Linked DNA regions of Danio rerio: region 1 is linked to region 2. Evidence: chromatin contacts called from public Hi-C data. All regions are on one chromosome and are shown on one strand. Each heading gives the region's core, a stretch centred on a gene start, on an enhancer-like site or on the middle of the called end of the contact. The rest is flanking DNA. Distances are from core to core; before and after follow the strand shown.

The links. A called contact is a pair of places that touch in the nucleus more often than the background predicts.
Region 1: a Hi-C map of an unstated tissue shows a contact between it and region 2, with 4 times the contacts expected there. The contact joins the promoter of babam1 here to the promoter of r3hdm4 in region 2. A contact is called at or near these places in 1 of 18 Hi-C or Micro-C datasets (an unstated tissue) and 1 of 4 datasets of contacts at active chromatin or transcription factors (embryo).

Annotation. Positions count from the first base shown.
Region 1 is chr11:6,193,935-6,197,751 of GRCz12tu, reverse strand. babam1 (BRISC and BRCA1 A complex member 1) reads left to right here and starts at 2,091. Exons shown (of 10, transcript NM_001003752.2): 1 at 2,091-2,190; 2 at 2,432-2,490. The region is part of intron 1 of LOC141376513; the gene reads right to left.
Region 2 is chr11:5,847,191-5,850,661 of GRCz12tu, reverse strand. It overlaps r3hdm4 (R3H domain containing 4), which reads right to left and starts at 1,470. Exons shown (of 8, transcript NM_001080647.1): 1 at 1,324-1,470; 2 at 292-446. The coding sequence starts at 1,367.

The DNA of each region.
Region 1 (3,817 bases), core at 842-3,341, 350 kb before region 2:
TGATAATAACTCTGAATCTGTGAACAAAGTGACTCCAACCAGTAGCTACACAAATAAACCTAAAATACACAGAATTTACTCCATGTACCATATAATGTGTTATTTGTGCACAACAGTACGTCGTATTTCGGTGTTTTTGTTTCAGTAGGCTAAACGTTATCTGAAAACAAACGAAGATCGATAAGGCCGTTTAGTAGGCCTAAGTTACGCTTTCACATTTCACCCCTCACAAACAAAACTTCCGTTAATGTTGTCATGGGATTTTACTTCATGATCACCTCTAGCTGTTTTCCCAACGCAGTCATCGAATGTCATTCACTTTTTCTCGTGTACACACTCACCTGTGGCTTAAAATGTAGCGAAAAATAAACTCCATTGCTACTCCACCGGAGATCAGCTTCAGCACTGCAGGGGGTGGTGGGAGACATATCCAGCTGCAGACCCGCTCACAGGTACACACACATGTGGTGTTTCTATTATTAACATTAAGCGATATGTCACCCAAAATAAAGATTTACCCACTTTTTACTCTTCCTCCAGTGCAGAGATCCCCAATATAGAGCCCGCGGGCCAAAGTTGACCCATGGTTACCTTTGATTTGGCTCGCCAACCAATCAGGGGAGAGCTGGACAAATGATGGGGAAGTGTTGGGGCGAGTCCCTCAAACAGAAATCGTCATTTCTAAATTTAAAAGACCCTTTGTTTGTTTGTTTGTTTGTTTGTTTGTTTGTTTGTTTGTTTGTTTGTTTGTTTGTTGGTGTTGGTTGGTTTGTTTGTTTGTTTGTTTGTTTGTTTGTTTGTTTGTTTGTTTGTTTGTTTGTTTGTTTGTTTGTTTGTTTCTGAGCTCAAAAAAACTGAAGTTAAATGTTTTATTAAATGTGAATTTATTATATATTTTAAAGGATAATTAAACCCAAAAACACATTTCTTTAGATGTTGACAGATACAGTGCTCAGCATATATAGTAGTACACCCCTCACAAATCTATCTTTTAGGTTCATATTTTAATAGAAAGCTATACAATATTATATTTGTGCATATACAGTTAAAGTCAGAATTATTAGCCCCCCTGAATTATTAGCACCCCTATTATTTTTTCCCTAATTTCTGTGTAACGAAGAACAGATTTTTTTAAACACATTTCTAAACATAATAGTTTTAAACTCATTTCTAATAACTGATTTATTTTATCTTTGCCATGATTACAGTAAATAATATATATAATGTTGTACTGTGTCAGTGAACTTGAACAAGTATACTAAAAGACATTAATTTTCACTAGTTTTATTAGTATTTTTTTTCAGTGATTTGAAAAATAAGTTAAATCTTTGTAGACTAAAAATGTTTATATCATTTATTTAAATATTTGGGCAACAAATTATAGATTCATTTTATTTAAAATTATTATATTATTCTTATTTCTTTAATTAAGCTATAGTGGTGTGGCCAGGTAGGGGCCTTACAAGATAATGTGCCCAGGCCCTGAGTTCTTAATCCGGGCCTGGTTACAGCTGAAATAAACTTTATAACTCAAAAACAATGTTACGCATAATAATACAGCTGTTTTGTGTCAGTTAAATCAGTTGACTGTTGAAATTTTTACATTTAATTTTAACATTTTTAACCCAACTGGTTGAGTTATTAAATAAATAAGCAAATAAAGGTTAGAAATAACATAACAAAGTACCAAATATTTAACTCAGCTGGTTGAGTTATTAATAAATAACCTACAGGTTAAAAATAACCCATCAAAGCACCAAATATTTAACTCAGCTGGTTGAGTTATTAATTAATAACCTACAGGTTAAAAATACTACAACAATGCACCAAATATGTTTAACTCAACCATTGGGTTAAATAAATAACTCAACATTTTTTAGAGTGCTGCGTAAAACATATACTGGATAAGTTGTCGGTTAATTCCTACGGATTAATAAAGGGACTAAGTTGAAAAGAAAATGAATGAATGAACGTAATATGCAATCACACCATTATATATTACATTATTATTACATCATTACCTTGCACGTGAAACCTCTAAATCTCCAGTCCACAAGAGGCGCTGATGACCGAAACACTCTTTAACAGTCAGCTCGGTTCGAACAATCGAACAAGGAAGTGTTGAGGAATAATATTGTGAAAACAGCATTTGATTATTTTACTACTAAATTCGTTTTCATTTAATGTTTGGTAAGTTATTGTTATATGTCGTTTCACAGTTTTGATTTCTGCTCCCTGTAAAGGTCTATAATCGTTAACCTGCGTTAAATACATGTCTTGAAAAATCACGAGTGTTGATTCACTGCTGTTGATGTTTTATACAGATGTAACGTTATTTCGTAAAATGCCACTTCAGCTTTGTATTTTAACACAGTCCTTTTATGGCCATGTTATAATGCTAATTCAATATGTGTTTTTTTAAACCGTTTAGAATGTTTGCTGTCATCCTCCTCATTCCGTCTTCTGTAGAAAGGGATCAGTGTAATTGAGGTAAAGTTGCTTTTATATTTACACATTCAGACGTTCTCCATAATAATATAATTTCATAAAAGTATTCGCTGGCAATTATAAATAGTGAAATCATATCAGCAGCAAATGACTATCAAAGCACAACATTGTTCACAGTCAAATAAATAACGTGCTAAAGTTGCTTTCAAGTCATACCTGCATGTTATTGTATGTCACAAGTTGTCACTGAACTAAGACCAACTTTGCCTCAATATCAGTAGTGTTCTGTACAGATGTTTCTGTGCATGTTACTGTTGTTTTTCCTGATTTGTTGTGTTGCTGTCATTGTTAAGATGGAAACAGCCCTAACAAGGAAGATAAAGGGGTGCAAAATCCCACCTTCAGATTTAAAGCCACTAATAAAAGGCTACAGTTGAAATCAGAAATATTATCCCCCCTTTGCTTTTTATTAATATTTTTGTTTCATATTTTCTAAATCATGTTTAATAGAGCAAAGAAATTTTCACAGTATGTCTGATAATATTTTTTCTTTTGAAGAAAGTGTTATTTTTTTATTTTGGCTAGAATAAAAGCAGTACACATTTTTTTAAAATCCATTTTAAGGTCACAATTATTAGCCCCCTTTAAGCTATATATTTTTGGATAGTCTGCAGAACAAAGAATCGTTATACAATACAATAGCTTACCTAATTACCCTAACCTGCCTAGTTGACCTATTTACCCTAGTTAAGCCTTTAAATGTCACTTTAAACTGTATAGAAGAGTCTTGAAAAAAATCTAGTCAAATATTATTTACCGTCATCATGGCAAAGATAAAATAAATCACACTGTTCAAAGGGTCATGGAAAAGTCATGGAAGTTGGACATGACATTTTTCAGGCTTGGAAAAGTTTTGAAAAAGCAGAAACACCCACAAAGTTTTGGAAAAGTCATGGAAAACAGATATCTGTATACTTGCGTTGTCTAAATCAATTTTAAATAGATATAAATATTAATTAAAACTAAATAGATTGTTGCGATTTGAACATGCATCGGCGACGCAGAGGCACAGTAGGTAGTGCTGTTGTCTCACAGCAAGAAGGTCGCTGATTCGAGCCTCAGCTGTGTCAGTTGGTGTTTCTGTGTGGAGTTTGCATGTTCTCCCTGTGTTCGTGTGGGTTTCCTCCGGGTGCTCCGGTTTCCCCCAGTGTGTATGAGTTTGAATGAGTGTGTATGGATGTTACTTAAAGATGGGTTGCAGCTGCAAGGGCATCCGCTGCTTAAATCATGTGCTGAATAAGTTGGCGGGGGACTAATAAAGGGACTAAGCCAAAAAGAAAATTAATGGATGAACAAGCATTATTTTTTT
Region 2 (3,471 bases), core at 221-2,720:
CCCTGCATTGTAAAATGGATTTCACGTTATTTGTGAATTTGTAAATATATATGTTATTATGATATATATCAGAAATGATTGAGGTCATCAAGTATTAGACGATATGTCGATATACGGATTATTATGACAGGCCTACTAATGTGTTCAATAGGTTGTATATGAAAATGTAATAAAGTGAGCAAATGATCACATCATTTTTATTTGGGTAAACACATGCTGTGGAGTAATTAATAAATAAAATAAACATTAATGACATAGTGAAGTCCCCAAAAATAAAAAAACAAGACTCACTGTTTTCCTGTCGTCTTTGACTCTTCTTGCCCTTGGCTCTGGGAATAAGGTCCGAGTTACGAATAGCCTGATTAATAAAGAACTGCTTTTTTTTGGCCGGAGAAACACGTTTAGCGGGGGAGCTGGGAAGAGATGAGCATCGTGGCTCATTTAGGCTGCAATAAAAAAAATAACAAAAATCTCTTCAAAATCATTTAATAAAATTGCTTACTCAAACAGTTTATGCATTAATCACTAATCCAATTAGGTAAGTTAAAAAAATATGTGGTTAATGATATATTGGTCTCAAATACAATTATACATGCATATGTGTAAACCAGGTTTGGGTGGATTCATTAATTGTGTCAGTGGACTTAAATGTCTTTCAGTGTTGTAGTGAAACTACAGATTCTTCTGTGAAGACCCACTGGAGTGTTTTTATTTATAGCTCTAGCCACAGGCCAGATGCTTCATGGAAATAGGTCACAGCTTATCTCTGCAAAAACATATGTACATTCTAGGCATCTTACAGGTTTGTTCTTCTATCTATCTATTTTAATAGTATTTGTTGGGAAGAACCCTTCCTTGCTCACCGAAAGAGAAACCAGCAGCCAAAATCAAAATTATAGGAAATATTAACAATAAACAAATAACTAGAGACAGAAAATAAAGTGTATGTATATATATATATATATATATATATATATATATATATATATATATATATATATATATATAGATAGATAGATAGATAGATAGATAGATAGATAGATAGATAGATAGATAGATAGATAAGACAATCGGCTAATGTGCTGAATAATAATTTATATATCATTTACAATAAAAACACCTTAAAACTCTTATTATCATTACATCATTTATATAAAACAGTGGATGATAAAGATGCTATAGACATATGTGACGTTATACGGCGTGCATTTAGTTACGCTTATGAGCTTAGCCGGCTAACAAAAACAACTGACGTGTATGTCGTGAACCAAATAAAATAATTAGCTATCGGCTACAAGCTACATGCTAAAAAAATACACTTACATTATATCCTGTTCCTCATTGTTATTGCTATTCAACACAACCATCGCACAGTCTTCTCTCAAAGAAGCACCACAGACACAAACAAAACAATTAGAAAATGGCCAGAACGGAACAGCTAGCCGAGATGGCTAAAAGCTAGTGACAGAGAGTGTGGGTGGAGTCTGTGGGACCATGCAACCATGACAACTTATTCAGCCAATAAATATCCTTCAAACACTTCCACCTTACCAGAGTCCATAAAGGAGCCTATAGATATATACACTAGATATCGCATACGGACCCTGAGCATGCGTCCACAGCGCCGCCACATTTGTACAGTGCTCCCGGCACAAATGTCATTCAACCGCGCTTGTCAAGAGTGACAACGTGAAGATGCTGGATTTTTAGCGCTGTGTACGGGTGTAGTAACGAGCAAACAAAGAAAACAAAGCACAGAGGCAGAACATTTCATAGATAAGATTTTGTTTTTGTATGTTATAAACATATGTGCTAAACAAGCAACATTACTGATGATAACACACTCAGTACCAAGCTTATGCTAGTTTTGCAAAGTAACAAAGTAAATGAAATATGACAAGATGCTGCGCTGCCAGAAACTTGTATTGTTGTCAGCTAAAGTGAACGAGTCGTTCATAACGGAGATTAATTCACAAACAAATCGCTCCCTCAGTTAGAATGAGAAGACAGGGGGTGTTTCAGGACACAGATTAGATCTAACAGGGAGGGTTGATAATACATTAGCATACACACAAACACAAACTTTTTTTGTCAGGAACGTGCACGTGTGATAACTTATCCACCAATGTAGAAAAGTGATGTCAAATTATAATTTTCGTAATTTAAAAAATAATTTTGCATAATGACCACCAGGAAAACTCCCGAAATTCTCTGGCTCTGCATGGCCACAGTCCTCCACTGCAGCTTGGTCCCACATTCATTTCAAAGGAGCGCTAACCTGTACTAAAATGGCGGCTCTATTGACGCATTCCATTCAATAGACAACAACAGGGTAGGCGACATCTAATGTAAATATCTATAACCAGAGCCCTTAATCTTTTTAATAATTTATTTTCATTGACACTGGACTTGACAACACATTATATTATATTATATTATATTATATTATATTATATTATATTATATTATATTATATTATATTATATTATATTATATTATATTAATATGGCGTCAAAGGAAAAGAAAATCTCATTATATACCTGGTAACCATTTTTTAAGTATTAAAAAATATTATTATTCATTCATTCATTTTCTTTTTGACTTAGTTCCTTTATTAATCTGGGGTCACCATATGATTTATGAAGCAGATGCCCTTCCAGCTGCAACCCAGTAATGAGAAACATTCATACACTCTCATTCACACACTACGGACAATTTTAGCTTACCCATTTCACTTGTACCGCATGCCTTTGGACTTGTGGGAGAAACCGGAGCACCCAGAGGAAACTCAGACGAACATGCAAACTCCACTCCGAAATGCTAACTGACCCAGCTGAGGCTCGAATTTTACGGAGTGTATCATGAGTGCATAAGTAGAGAGTATATAATGTGTGCATATGTATAGTGTATCATGTATAGATTGTATCATGTGCATATGTACAGTGTATCAGGTGCGTTTGTATGTTGTGTATCATGTCCTTTTCGTTGCATGGACTCATCAACTCCCAGTGGCTCAGAGGTTAATGATTCACCTCTCTCACCAGAGACCCGGGTTCAATCCCAGACAATGACATGAATGTATATGTATGGAATATATGTATGTAATGTAACGTGTATATGTATGGTATGTAAGCATATGTATAGAGTGTATATGTACAGACTGTATCATGTGTCTATATGTTTGAAGTGTGTATATGTACAGACTATATCATGTGTCTATATGTTTGAAGTTTGAAGTATACAGACTATATCATGTGTCTATATGTTTGAAGTGTGTATATGTACAGACTATATCATGTGTCTATATGTATGAAGTGTGTATATGTACAGACTATATCATGTGTCTATATGTATGAAGTGTGTATATGTACAGACTATATCATGTGTCTATATGTATGAAGTGTGTATATGTACAGACTATATCATGTGTCTATATGTATGAAGTGTGTATATGTACAGACTATATCATGT